Regions from separate parts of the Gossypium arboreum genome. Here region 1 is linked to region 2. A link is a contact called in public Hi-C data. All regions are on one chromosome and are shown on one strand. Each heading gives the region's core, a stretch centred on a gene start, on an enhancer-like site or on the middle of the called end of the contact. The rest is flanking DNA. Distances are from core to core; before and after follow the strand shown. Region 1 has its middle 10 kb from the start of LOC108457726. Region 2 holds the start of LOC108460609 (serine carboxypeptidase II-2).

The links. Hi-C and Micro-C count contacts between places; a contact is called where the count stands out from the background.
Region 1: a contact with region 2 is called in a Hi-C map of leaf, with 1.5 times the contacts expected there. The contact joins the enhancer-like site here to the promoter of LOC108460609 in region 2. A contact is called at or near these places in 2 of 5 Hi-C or Micro-C datasets (both in leaf).

What each region holds. Positions count from the first base shown.
Region 1 is chr4:66,223,368-66,230,628 of ASM2569848v2, forward strand. It overlaps the pseudogene LOC108458454. Among protein-coding and RNA genes, the nearest start is that of LOC108457726, 10 kb to the left of the region's middle. Within about 2 kb of position 2,899, at least 2 of the 2 cell types and tissues checked have an H3K27ac peak or open chromatin away from gene starts, as enhancers often do. A contact at or near this core is called in leaf, where this site is marked.
Region 2 is chr4:66,119,804-66,127,280 of ASM2569848v2, forward strand. LOC108460609 (serine carboxypeptidase II-2) reads right to left here and starts at 5,319. Exons shown (of 10, transcript XM_017760170.2): 1 at 4,642-5,319; 2 at 4,101-4,208; 3 at 3,010-3,105; 4 at 2,825-2,917; 5 at 2,488-2,573; 6 at 2,117-2,380; 7 at 1,575-1,708; 8 at 1,185-1,280. The coding sequence starts at 4,927.

The sequences.
Region 1 (7,261 bases), core at 1,649-4,148, 100 kb after region 2:
CTAAGCCTATTTGTGCAGACCAAGAGGATCTCAATCAAGACAAGTCACAATGAGGGCAAGTAAGAACGGTGACCTCTTACGATCGAGATGTACAAAAGAAAAATACAATACAAGTTAAGTGATGGCGGAGACATAAGCTAAGGCAAATGTTTCGAGAGGTTGAACTTCCCAACAGAGAGAGTAGTTGAGAATCACCTGACGTATTGAGATCGTTCTGAAACGAGTCAAACTAGTGTCATTCCGAGGACATGACGAGGATATCACGAGAATGGATGAGGGAAAATGTCATGAGCCACAGATTAAAGCCCGTAACCATTACGTACAAAACATCCTATAGAGGTCAACTTATTAAATGGGACTAATTTGACCCATATGAATTGACCCGATTCATGGTGCTCATGGAGAAACCCATCTACTTGAAGCCTATTAAGCACAAGGAAAAACTCCAATAAAACTAGAGCTACCAAGGTAATAAATATAAATCCTAAAGTATAAAGATTAATAGAGTTTAAATCCCTTAAAACTCTCATCTTCTAGATAGGCACAAATTTCAACCGTAGATGTAACTCAATCTGTACCATTGGTTTTGGAGGAGCTCAACTATAAATAAATGTCTTCTCCCTCTTTTGTATTCACTCAATTGTAAACCTTCAAAATAATAGAGATATTTTGAGAGCATTTACTCAAACACTTGGTGTACGTTATTTTTCAGTGGTTTTTTGTTTGTTCGTAGCCTTTTTTGCCTTTCGAGTTTGCTTCAGCTTTACTTCAGTCCCTTAGAAAGTTTCTATGAGAATTCTCATTTTTCGAGAGTAAGGCTGGCTTAGGTAAATTTGAACCTAAGAAATTGTCTAAGGTCATGCGATTTGCTAGACTAAAATTCTAGCCCCATGACACAAAAACCAATTAAGATTAAATCTCAAGTTTTTAGCATAATAAGGTTTTAAGGATGTGGAAATCTGCAACAAGAGTTAGCTAGTTAAATGCTATTATTAAAGAATGGCATTGCTCTACTGAATGAGTTTTTTGGTAGGGAAAGTGAAAGTAAACAAAAATGTTGTTGTTCTATTTTGTCCATCCTTAAAAACATCCCATCATCCACAATCACTCTAGGTTTTGTCAACTATCTACCTTATGTATTCACCGTGTTTAGGGTTCTAAGTTTCTTACTTTAACCCCAACGCATAGGCATTCAATGCACATAATGTTATTTGCAATGTCATAAATTGAAATTAAATGGGTGATTAAACATGATCGCTAAAAGTATAAATCTCAACATGGAAATGATCAATGGTGATTAAAAGCAAAAAAATCTCCAACATGATTTTGAGAAATCAATAAAAGAATGAAATAAGTCTCCACATGGCATTTGGTGTCACCTTTTACTTGGCATTTCTATTCACTTTGAGGTATGGCAAGGCACCAATCACATTGTCATAGTCACTCCGGCTAACTGCATGCTACAGATAGAATTTGCCACAAATACGTTATAAAAGCAAGTCTTATATGAAATACAGACCTAAAGTTTTAAACTTATACGTCAACCAATAAGTGCTTAAACCAACTAAGGTAATGGATCAATTTCTCATATGTACCAAGGATCTTGAAGCATGGACATTACATGCTAAGGAGGCAAGTCCATGATGTTAAACTGTGCATTAGAAGTAAGCCTCTTGGTTTAAGTGTAGTTTATGAGTAAATTCTCACAATCCATGACCAGATTCTATTCCTATGCTTAGTATTTTACTGCGTATGTTAGATTGATTATGCACATGATGTAGGTTACTCGCAATAAATTTAAGTTTTCAAATACCTTAGCCTTTTAAGTTTGGCATGGAACTTTCTCACAATACCAATCCATCAGAATGAAAAAAGTGCAACCTGCCAGTCATCCATCCACCAGTCATGAAACAACAGATAACAACTAACTAGGATTTCACCTAGAAATTCAGTAATAAATGAAGAGGACACTCAAAATCTACACCCTGGATACGAGTTCCTAAGAAAATACTTAAAATCATGTTACTGACAAAGCATTTAGGCAAAACCATGTTACTTTTGAATACCTTGCTGAATCCTTAAGGTCATATGGAACTTTCTCAAACTGAACTGATAAGAGAAATAAAAGTGCAATCTGCATTCAATCTCACCGCACTCAACAAACAATTGGTGACAAAAGATAACCAAGATCCACCATTAAGACCATAGTTTCATTATTTCACTCTAAAAGAAGCTAAGACAGATGCTGTGCAGGACAAGTGATAGAAATGCAGCTATTGATAGCTGCTCCTTCAGGATTCTTTTCTCTTTGGATGACTTAAAATGACAAAACAGAAGGTGATCTAGAACCTGTGTGATAGAAATTATTGACATGCCAAGACACAGTTCATTTACCAATCCCAACTCAACTCGGGAAACCACATTAGCCGAAAGACTGAATGGATCAACTAAGTTCCCACTAATATGGGAGAAAAGAACCAGCGGGGCGGAGGAGGTGAACCAATGTTAGGACATAATTTGAAACCAAACATCCTAGGCTCCTAACGAGAGACCCAATGCATCATCAATCTGGAGCGATTAGTACCTTAGAACCCACCTTTTTTAGACTATCTAAAAGCTCAAATATTCAACAAGCAAATGAACTAGTTTGGTGTGTGAGAAAAAAAAACAACCATTTTGGAGAGGCAATTTACGCTTGTTGTTCTTCTTAGCCAACAAATGCTGCTTCCCAGCTCTTCTCCTAACTAGTTTCCCTCTTCCAGTCACCCTGAACCGCTTTGCAGAAGCCTAATACACCATAAGAGAACACCAAATCCATTAGAAAAGCACAATTGCCAAATTTCTAACTTTTCCAGATTTCTTAAAACACAAAACTAACGCCTTCAAAATTTGAATATTTCCTTCGTTCAGTAAGGAACCAAAGCAAAGAAAGTAGAAGTACCTTGTGGGTTTTCATTTTGTAGCCTTTAGCAGCAAACACATTGAGAGATCGAAATCTTTGGGGGTGCTGTGGTAGTAGTGCAAAGCTTATGGGAAGCAAATGAAGGGAACCCAGAAATGCTTTGAGTGGAACTGAGTTTCAAGGCCTTGCCAAACTTGTTGAATTGGAGGAGTTTGACTGAGCCACGAAAGAGAGGAGTGATGGACGACGGATGTGAATGGAAAAAGGATAAGTTCAAAGACATGGTCGTTAAATTCAGAGAAGAACCCATTGATGATGTTTTGTTTTGTTAAGAAGGATAAGAGCCAAAGGTTAAGGATGGACAAAGAAAACTGGAAAACTGCTGTCTTATAGATGTCACGGAGCTGCCTAACATAGGCGTCAGTGGCCGTAATTGCCTATTCCAAATGGTTACAAGTTTAGGTTTAATACCAGTTTTGGCCCTTGTAATATAGTGAAATTTTTATGTTGACCCTTTTACTATTTTTTTCAGTCACTTTGCCCTCTCTACTTTCGTTATATTCATCACTTTAGCCCCTTGATATTTTTTCTAAATAAAACCTCGCGAGGCCGTTTAAGCCAATTAAATACAAACATACGGAGGGCCAAAGTAAGAATTTAACTATAGTGAGAAGTTCACTATCATAACTACGAGTGAAGGGGGGAACATGTGCACATGATATTTCTTTTAATGTAAACCGTTAAGGGACTAATGTGATGGATGGAATAAAAGTAAAGGGATAAATTGATCAAAAAAAAGAAAAATAATTAAAGTGAGAATTTCACTATAATTTTTGAAATTTGACAAATTTTTAACTCAATTCTGAAATTTTTTTTGTCCGCATTAGAACTAAGAAAGAAAAACCGAAAAATGACCCAAATCAAAGTATTTGAACGGTTTATGAAATGCTTAAAACCAAATCGAATTCTATTTTTATTATATAATTAATCTTTTTGTATAATATAAAATATATATTTTATATTTAAATTAGTAAAAATAATTTAAAAGCTATTGAAATTTTATTAAATTTTGAAGTATTTATGAAAAAGACTTTGAAATTTCGTCAAATAATATTCAAAAGAAATAAAGTAAAGCTCACTAAATTGAATATTCTTGATTTCAAAAATTAATATGAAAAAAATCAAGAATCAAACAAAACTATGATAGATAGTTCAAAAAATTCAAAAAAATCTTACTAAACTAAATGGATATCACCCCAGTCCACATCAATCTTGGAACTTGATAACTTTTCTTATCTTTAGTCCATGTGATGCCAAGGCATCACCTAAAAAACTATAATTTAAGTGATAATGTAGTACAATCTCAAAGTACTACATCATTATAAATACTAAAATTCAGAAATTTTGCTTAGTTCAAAGACTAACATGAACAAAAAAAAAATTCATGGATCAAGTTGAAAAAAATACCAAGTCCAAAAATTAAATGTTACCTTACCCAAAAAATAATTAAGGATTTGATTAAAATAGTAAAATTCATTTTTAGAAAAATATTGACACTCAAGTTTATATTCTATCGTTTGCGAATTAATTTTAAGTTTAATTTTTTAAAAAAATTATATACAATATAAAAGACAAAAGCACTCTCATAATAATATCATTTACTTTTTAAATAGAAAAAATGATTATTTTCTAATTGAATTGATGTTCTATTAATTTATGACATAAAATTCAATCATATATTTTAAGTTAGTTACTATTTGATAAACTAAAAATTAAATCTTGAAAATTTAAGTATTGAATTTAAATTATAAAATTTGTTTGATATGTTTATTAAAATTAAGTATGGAATGCAATTATAGTGTTTGATAAATTAAATCTTAAAATTTTAAAGGTGAAGTATGATACGAACTCGGTTGATGTTAATTCGAGTCTTAATAGTTTGCTCGATCGTGAAATTAAGTAAGGGATGGCTTGTTTCAAGATAGGCTGAAAAAAAAGGATGAAAGATAGGTTCAAACAAGGCTTAATAGATAGTTGAAATGGCTAATGGAAGAATTCGATTAAGGCCAAGAGTGAACCAACAATGAAGATGATTGTTGACCTAATTCTTAAAATGGCACTTAGATGAAAATGGTTTGGAAATAACTTGGTTAACCTTGACCCACTATCTAGCAAGATAGGAACTAAAGGTATGGTTGAACGCCACACTTTGAAAGTGATAAGTTCGGTTAAACAAGAAAGGAATGACAACACAAGCTGAGCTTGATAAGTCGATTCAGTCCAAGAGAGAACAATGAGAGTTGTATTCTCACAAAAGAACAAAAGTAGTTCATAAATTTATCAAAAGTCCTTACAACCAGCAATGAACAAAGTATTTATAGGCTTGAGCTGTAACACCCTTCGCCCGTATCCCTCGCCGGAACAGGGTTCGAGGTGCTACCAGATTTAAACTCAACCATTTATATAAAACCAGGCCGTAAAAATTTTTGAGCAATTTTAAACTTTTCATACACGCGTATATTATCCTTTAATCGGGCTTACAAGGCCCCAAAACATTCATGAGGCATTATTAAATATTTACTAATATCTTAGTCTTGTATCATTTACTTACTCAACAATGAATCACAATTCAAATTCTAAATATACATGCTATAAACCACATCACAGGAGATAATAACATACAAGCATATGAATAATCAAACTACCTTAATAGCAAGCCAAAGTCTTTGGCTTAATCATAATATTACATACTCAACTTTACAACCCTATACATGTCATAAACTCGAAACACAAAGATTTACTTACGCCGATAGCGTAGACTCGACTATGTGATAATGTCTCTGACGGCCTCCAACCCGAGCTAACCTGGCAACCCTAGGGAATATGGGAAAGAAAAGGGAAGTAAGCTTTACGCTTAGTAAGTTCATAAGAAAACAATAAGCAACTCATTAACAAGTTTTATCAATGTTTACAACATAATCACAAATTCACTACAAGTTGTCTTCCTGAGCAACAGTACTAAACTATTTATAACTGGAGCTATGAAACTCCAAATCAATTGCCGTTAATTTTTCCTGAAAATAGACTCATATATCTTCTATCCATAAAATTTTCAGAATTTTTGTTTTGGCCAATCAATACCAGATTTTTCTTAAAGTTTCCCCTGTTTCACTATTTGACTAATCTGACCACTCTTCACTACGAATCAAATTTCTCATTATACAGAATTCAAAATATGTTCTCGTTGATTTCATTTGAAACTAGACTCATTAAGGAGTCTAAGCATATAAATTTTATCTTATAACCATTTTTTTACAAATTATAATGATTTTCTAAAAATAGAACAGGGGACCCTGAAGTCATTTGACTCTGTCCCACGCCACTTCAAATATCTCATTATCAAAAATTCTTTTGCTTATACGGTTTCTTTTATAAGAAACTAGACTCATTAAGATTTAATTACATAATTTATTCAGCTTCTAACTCAACTCCCACAATTTATGGTGATTTTCCAAAATCACGTTACTACTGCTGTCCCAAGTAGATTTATTACAAATTTACTCTTTCACACATTCTTTGCATTCATATTATTTAAACATGTATATCACCAATCAATTTCATCACATATCTATAATTTCACTTAAGCATAATCTCAATACAATACATCATGCTCAATGATTCACACACAACCGTTCAAATTAGTAATTATAAGATGGTTCCGCACATAGCCTACCCTTATCGATAATTTACGATGGTTTTACCCTTACTCACATATATGACATAGGCATTTAAATACTTCAGTGTCAACTTTAATTCAACCGAATTTAACATTGTACCATTTCATAACCACAGTTACTTTCGTCATTCATATCTAAATGGTATTTCACATAATTCATATAACCTTTGACCATGACCGAATACACACATACACATATGACATCTTCACCTATGCTTCTCATTTCACATTCATGATTCAATTCCAATCGATCTAACATGTATAAGTATATATCACATACCTGGCCAACTTAATGTATTGAACAAATCCAATTGCCGATTTAACACAAGGTCTCATAGTCTTAGACTTTTATCAAATCACCGGCATTTAGCCTGCTAGGTTTTAAACCCGAATTCATCATCAGCACGAAGCCTGCTAGACTTTAAGTCTGAACTCATTCACTGGCATTTTGCCTGCTAGGCTTGAAGCCCGATATCATTTCACCAACATTATAGCTGCTAGGCAAGCTGATATTATCTCACCGGCATTATAGCTCGCTAGGCCCGGCCCGATAATATTATTCACCAACTTAAAGCTTGCTAGGCCGAGGCGAATATCACATTTCGATAAACAATTCACTGTTC
Region 2 (7,477 bases), core at 4,069-6,568:
CCAATTTTTAACAGTAGAAATGAATAAAATTTTTAATAGGAGGACCAGTTTGCTCTTTAATCTAGCGTATAAAGATTAATCTACCAATTTTTTGAGTAGAGGGAACAAAATGCAATCTAACTTCTAGTACAGAGGCCTCCATTGTACTTTTACCATTTTTACATGAAAAAACACAAATGGATTAATATTGATGCTAATCTTTTGGGAATCTAGAGTTTAGCTTAGCTGATTCAAGCAAATACTTTTAAGATGTAACATTCCATTAGCAAATTTATTTAATGATAAAGATTAGAACTCGCACTATAATCATATGATAATGCGTAATACTGAAATAGCAAATTTGTTAACATTTTAAGACTAAAACTGCAAATTATCACTATAATTAGAACCTAAACATAAATCTATCATTCAAAATGAAACAAATAATAGCATTGTGATTAGCAGCCTGAAATTAAATAGATTTTATCATTGGCAGTCTTCTAGATAGAAAGGTATGCAACGTTGAACTCCTCTAATAAATGAAAAATTACTTATATTGATAAGTTAACCCCACAGCTTATATAGCTAAGTGTATTAGCAGGAAAACTTTTCTTCTACAAAAGAACCATAGCTTGGAAATATGGGAAGGGCTGGTATTCGAACTCCAAACCTCTTGAAAGCCACCACTTAAGGGTGGTCACATAAGCCCTAAAAACCATGGTCTCTTGGTGGAGACACTTCCCATCAGCCTTTCATCTGGTAATAGTTGGATATGTCCTATTATTCCCTCTATCCAATCTCAAACAGACTTTTCTTTAGAGCCTATCTCATTAATTCCAAATTGACATTATTACCCCTGTTACTCAGCCTCTTCATTTTCCTTAAGGTATTTTTGTCAGACACATTCTCGAATGTGGGTATGGGATATGGTCCCCTAAATATACAAAAACCTAGAAAAATATTGAACATATCCGTCTCGGGAACTTACTTGTGTCCAACACTCGATTCAAATCAGGAAAACGCAAAATATTACTGTACTAAGGAAAGTTTGACCATCAAGTTTGTCCATAGTGTTCTATTTTTCATTCTCTAATCCTATATTTTCTAGTTTCAAATGGTAAAGTAAAGATGGTTGACCTCTTGTTACCCAATTCAAAAACATGCTAGCTATATAGAAAAACATCGTTACAAATTTAGAGATAAACCTGAATATCCATATGCGAAGTCCTTCATGTATAAGCTCACGGTAAACATCCAGCATCGTTATTGGAGAATCCTTCCAGTTGGTATTTACGATATCACTGCAATAATGAAAAAGGAAGAAAGGAAAGAAAATATACGTCTACATGTGACTTCTGAGGCAAGAAAATGGATAAACAGAAATGTTGCCAAGTAAAAGATGATTTGAGTTTACACAGGGATGTAAATTTTGGTGGTCACAAATTCATTTTATAAGGGCAATTGATGCTGCATCAATGATGCATCCTTTGAAAAGAATAGAATAAGTTTCATGTAGGGATAAAGCTAGATGGTCAGGTGGTCTGGTTACAGTTGGTAAATGACAGAATTTGAGTATACAGAAATAGCGTACATACCTGCACGTCTCCCATTTAGATGGTGCAGCTTCGGGTAAAACATGAAGTGACTTTTGAACCTCAGGTAGATTGAAGTATACTTCTGAGTGCTTCTCAGTGCAAGGATCGTACTTTTCACTGAGCTGACTAACCATCTGTTGGATAATATCAATTTTCCTTAATATGATTACATATAAAATATCAAATACCCTCAAATTAAGTGGAAATTAAACAACCAGGCCTTTTATAAATTTTGATATCTGGTTAATTCTTGTGATTGTTCTGGCCAATGAGTTCTCCAGACCATGAACCCTATGACAGCTTAAAGGAGCTTCCGTTTGGAGATAAAAATCACAAATATAGAAGAGAGTTATTAGATCTCGATCAACTGTTACCAAAAATATAGGTATGATGATTGAATATATATGGCATAGTTTAACTGGAATGCTGTCAAAACTTATTATACCTAAAGTTAAATTAATTATATCTTTTGACTGGTTTAAGAAGAGGGAAAAAGATGCTTAAAATTTAAAGATTTAGAAGTATGTAATCTGTGTACTCACAAGCCTTCTTTTCAGCAGCCACTTCGTCTGACTAGCATTCGCAGAGCAGGAGGGAGTGAAGATGCTGTATGGGTCAATATTTCCCATTTCTTCACTTGCAAGGTCCATCATCTCATTACAGGCACTTGAGGAGTGAACAAATGACTCAAAATCACAAAGTACATTCAATAGCTTGTATGTTTCATCAGAAATCAAACCAGCTGACCACATAAATTGAAATTGCCCCAAATGGTCATGATAATCATCAGTTAGAGCATTTCCAACCTGCATATTATGTACACATCAGCATTTCCAACCTGCATATTATGTACACATCCATGTTTCAGTTTGCTCAATATAAAGCTGCTTTCTTTCAAGAATAGAATACATACCATATATCCCTTTAGGTTAATTGCTTTTCCATTGGTTGCCTTGTTGTATCTTACAATGGCTTGGCTTAGCTGTGGAACATAATGCCCTGCAACAGCATTTTTAATGTAAAATGAAACTACAAAGAGCATAATGATTTTATTGTTCAAGAAAATTAAATATGATAATTGCAAAGTTCCCAAGTTAATCCCTACACTTAGGGGCTAGTTTCTTTAGTTTCCTTGTTCAAAGAAACCTCATTATTCCCATCAGTTTCACTGTTGTGCTTTTGTATTCCAAAGGACAAGAAATTGTATTTTACCATATTTAAAGAAATACAAGTGAGAAATTACTGTTTACCTCCATAACTCTCTCCGGCAATGTAGAAATCCCTTTCTTTATACTGAGGAAAGCGTTCAAGCCACTTTAGCAAAAACGTCAGTGAATCCTTGGCTGTACATCAATGAATAAGAAGCTATACTTGCACAAGCTAGCCAAAACAAAAATTCAAATAAAGTATGAAGTAGAAATGTATTCAGCCTCACCAGTTCTTTTATCACCATTGTTAAGCAAATCAGAGGAAGTATTTGAATATGAAAAACCAACTCCAACAGGAGACTCAAGAAATAAAATGTTGACAACTGCAAAGCATTAGAAGAATATGAAACAAATGTTTACTAATATTGGAATATTTCTAACATTCACATTTCTCAAGCTGAAATCGTAACAGCAATAAGTAATACCCTTAACATAGATCTAAGGAAACAGCCATTTTTTGTCAAAAGGGGTAAAGAACTTCTAACAGTTATTCAAGCATGACATGTAGTTTCCTCTGTAATGCAAGGAATTAATCAGGATTCCATAGATCTCAAATGGAAACGATAATCATATAACCAGAACACTGTTTTTAGCCATTTGAGTTTGTCTTTTTGGGTGTCCACACAGGCACATCAACGTGTTAGTAAAGTTCACACCAATAGCAGCGAATAATGGCCGCAAAAAGTGTCGTAACAGAGAATAGCGGTAATAACGGACAACTATTTCCGTTTTCAATGATATTTTATGAAATTCAAAGATTTGAAGCAGGAGAAGGAAAAGGAATTGAAAATTTGTGCAAATTTGAAAAAAATTCACCACTGCTATGCCTGCAATGACTGCGATAGCATTCACTATTTCCGCAATCATGATAAACACAATGCGACCGGAAACATGACTGCAACCGCAATTTAAATCCCTGAGTAGAGGTGGAAGATCAGGGAGCAAGAGTGCAGTCAACAACTTTAGATTTGAGTACTAAATAGATTCATAAAAACCCACGATAACCTAAGGGGAGAGCTCGAGTGACCAGATGAAACGATGCACCAAAAGGAAGCAATAGATTGCAAACAAAAATAAATGCTATGAGTGATATTGCAATTGAATTAGTTCGCAATGCAAGCATATTGTCAGCCATAACAGATCATTTTCTTCTATGTAAGAAACCAACTATAATATCATTTCTAGAGGTTTAACAAATGAAGTGAAACAATTCCATTTCTTACACCAGCTATTAGCAACAGTAAAGAGAAACTTTAGTCTTGCAAATGCTGTTTCAAATGGCTCAACTTTCACAGTTAACTTTTAAGGTATTGATTACCTTGATTCCAAGAGTAAGGGTTCAAGTAAACGGTCTTTCCATCTGGCCTAATATGAAATGGACCTATTTCCTCTGCTTCACCATAAGCAACTGATGAACATCCGGGTCCTGAGGACATAAAACTCTAAATAAGTACTATATTTTTCCCCTACTGAGAAGAAATGTTAAGAAACCACACAAAAATATATTTCTAAAAAAAAAACAAAACAAGATAATAAGAAATACAAGAGCCAACACAAAATAGGCAATAAGAAGAAGAAAGTTCTGCAGATTTTAACATGAACAAAGAGAAACAAAGCTAAGCAGATGACATAATCACCGGTGAGATTTAGAATAGAAAAAATTCTATACCCAGAAAATGAACACAATGAAATCATAAAAGCAGCGATTAGTGATTCAAAAACATAGTCAACAATCAGTAAAAAACACCGGTTACAATATAATCACTTCTTAAAAAAGCAAAACTGAATTAATCAAATAGTGCTACAAAAGGGGGGAAAAGTCAGAAGACAAGAATCTTAAAAAAATTTCAAACTATGACCTCCATTGAGCCAAAGTAAAAGTGGCTTGGAATCAGGATCCTTAGCAGCTTCGAAGAACCAATAAAAGAGAGCTCTCCCTGAGTGTTTATTCACAGTAACATAACCAGCATAGTGTGCAAAGTCCACAGTGAAACTCTGCCCCGGAAGGTTATGAACTTTATCAAGTTTTTGCTGGGCAATTGAGTCTTCCAAGGAAGCTGCAATTAAACAACTACCCAGGGAGAGATAGAAGCTGATAAAGGTAAAGAAGGTCATAAGACCAAAACCCCATCTTGGATCTGGCATATATTTGTTTTAGGGTAGTTAAAAGTAAGATTGTTTTATTGGTTTTCATTGGTTTTATATAGAAAGAGATAGTTGAAAGAGTGACGCAAGCAAGCAAAACTTGGGTCAATTATTATGTCCCATTCTCCAGTTGCCTGCTTGCTTGCTTGCTTTGTTGGTTTCTGTCATGCTGTTGGCTTGCTTTGTTAGTTTCTGTCATGCTGTTTGTGCGAAGGAATAATTGTTGCAGAAAATATTAAAAAGGTAAAAACTGAAAATTGTTTTTTCTGCATATGGGGGTTGGTGGCCGGTTAGACGGATGGTCCGCTATTATGTGTGAAGCTATCCCTTCAGATCCGAAGGTATACTCAAAAAGTTAAATGGTTTTGATAATATGCGTTTGAATAAAAAATATATTTTCTAAACAGATTTATCTCAAATAGAAATTGTGGCCCGAATTCGTCTCGAATCAACTGTTTCGTTATTGTTTTGTTATTATTTTATTATTATATTATTATTATTTTGTTGTTACAGTTTAGATATGCAGACTTTTTTAATATATTTTTAATTTGTTGAGAAATAATTATTTTAATATTTTTATATATTTGATGTATTTTATTTTTAAAATTTATTTTTATATAAAAATAATCTAAAAAGAAATTTAATAAGAACAGGTCGAGTCGAATTCGAGCTTAACATTTTTAATCTTGGTTGAGTTTGGGTAAATTTTTAGGTCTATTTTTCATGTTGGGCAGGACCCAAACCTAAAAAACGGGTCAATAATTGTGCATTGTCCCAGTATACTATTAACATAATTAATGTTTATTCAAATTGCTTAAAATTTTATAATTTTATTAAAATTAATAATACCAATCCAATAAAAGAGTATGGGTTAATTTTTTTTAAAATTTTATAAACATTATATTTTAGTGGGTTGTATTGTTAATTTTATTAAAAAACTTTATAATATTAAAAATTTTATAGCTTTTTATTATAAATTTTTATTTTTTATGATTTTTAATAATTTTAAATTTTAAAAGGGCTTAATTATTTTTTAATTTGTTATTAAAGCCTTTTGACCTTTTAACGTTATTAGTTTCAAAAATTTTAATTTACTTCCAATAAAAGAGTATGATCAATTTGAACAAATGTGTAAAGGTCGAGAACTAAATTTGTTATTATACCTTATAAATAAACACCAATTTTTAACGAATGAGCAATTTTACTCACTCATCTAACATACAAGGGTCGATTTGTCTATTTTTTCATTTAAGGGGCTAAAATGCAATCCATTATATAGTATAAGGGGTTTGGTGGTACTTTTACCATCTAAAATTTAGTCCAAACTCATTCATATTTATAGATAACTAATTCAAACCCATTTTAGGTCCACCCATATCATGTTTTTTATTTTTTTTAAAAAAATATGGGTTAATATATATTTTGGCCCTTAACTTGCCTATTTATACCTAATTAGTCCTTTCTTTTTTTTTACCTAGTTAGCCCTAAACTTGTATTTTATCAACCAGTTTGGTATCTCTACACTAACATCACTAGTTTATGTTGATGTAATATTGCTAGCCAATCCAATGGTGCCACATAACAGTCTCCTAGAATGGCATGGGACCAACATAAATTAAAACTACTAAAATATATAAATATATAAATATAATTAAAAAATAAATAAATTTAAATAAAAACTTTGTTATTTTTCAAACAATGAAACCAACCATTTGGAAGGGTTGAACTTGGGCTTGGAAAATATATTAGGATTGGGCTTAAGTTTGCCCAGCTCATGAACACCTCTATTATAGATGAAAGGGATGTATTAGGTGCAATGAAGGTAAAGCAGGCAAAATAGTCCCGAGCCTGAAAGCCCACTCGTGCCAATTTGAGCTCGTAATGTACTGCGTCCAAGAAAGATCGAGCCGATAACTGATCTGAATCCAACAAAATTGCAGCCCAAGAAAGCTCGAGCCCATAACAGATTTGAGCCTAAGATTGATTTGGCTCGAGCCCGAGATAAATCTAACCCAAAGCCCAAAAACACTCAAATTTGTAATCGAACAATAATAATAAACCTTAATAATTAATATATTTTTATGTTATTACTTAAAATAAAAATAAAATATAAATAAATGATAATTCTTTATTTTTGAAAATGTATTCATATGCATTGCATATTTATATTAAATTTTATTAATAAGAAAAATAATTAATAATAATTTTTATGTCAAATTATAAAGTGAAATAAGTTTTAGAAATATTAATTTAATATAAAATATTTTAATATCTGTAATTATATATGTATAAAATATATATACAATTAATAATTATTAAAATATATAAAATTAACCTTTAATAATAATATTATATAACCATTACCGAAATCGATTACCTTATCTAACTTTAAAAATTGATATTGTAACAGCTCGATTTTGGGCCTAGTCGGAACAGTGGTTTAGGAACCACTATTCCGAGGCCGGAGAAGATTATTTTTATATTATTTTATGTGTTATAATGTGATTTTATAAGTGCATGTTAGTTTTAATAAACTAATTTTAGCGATTT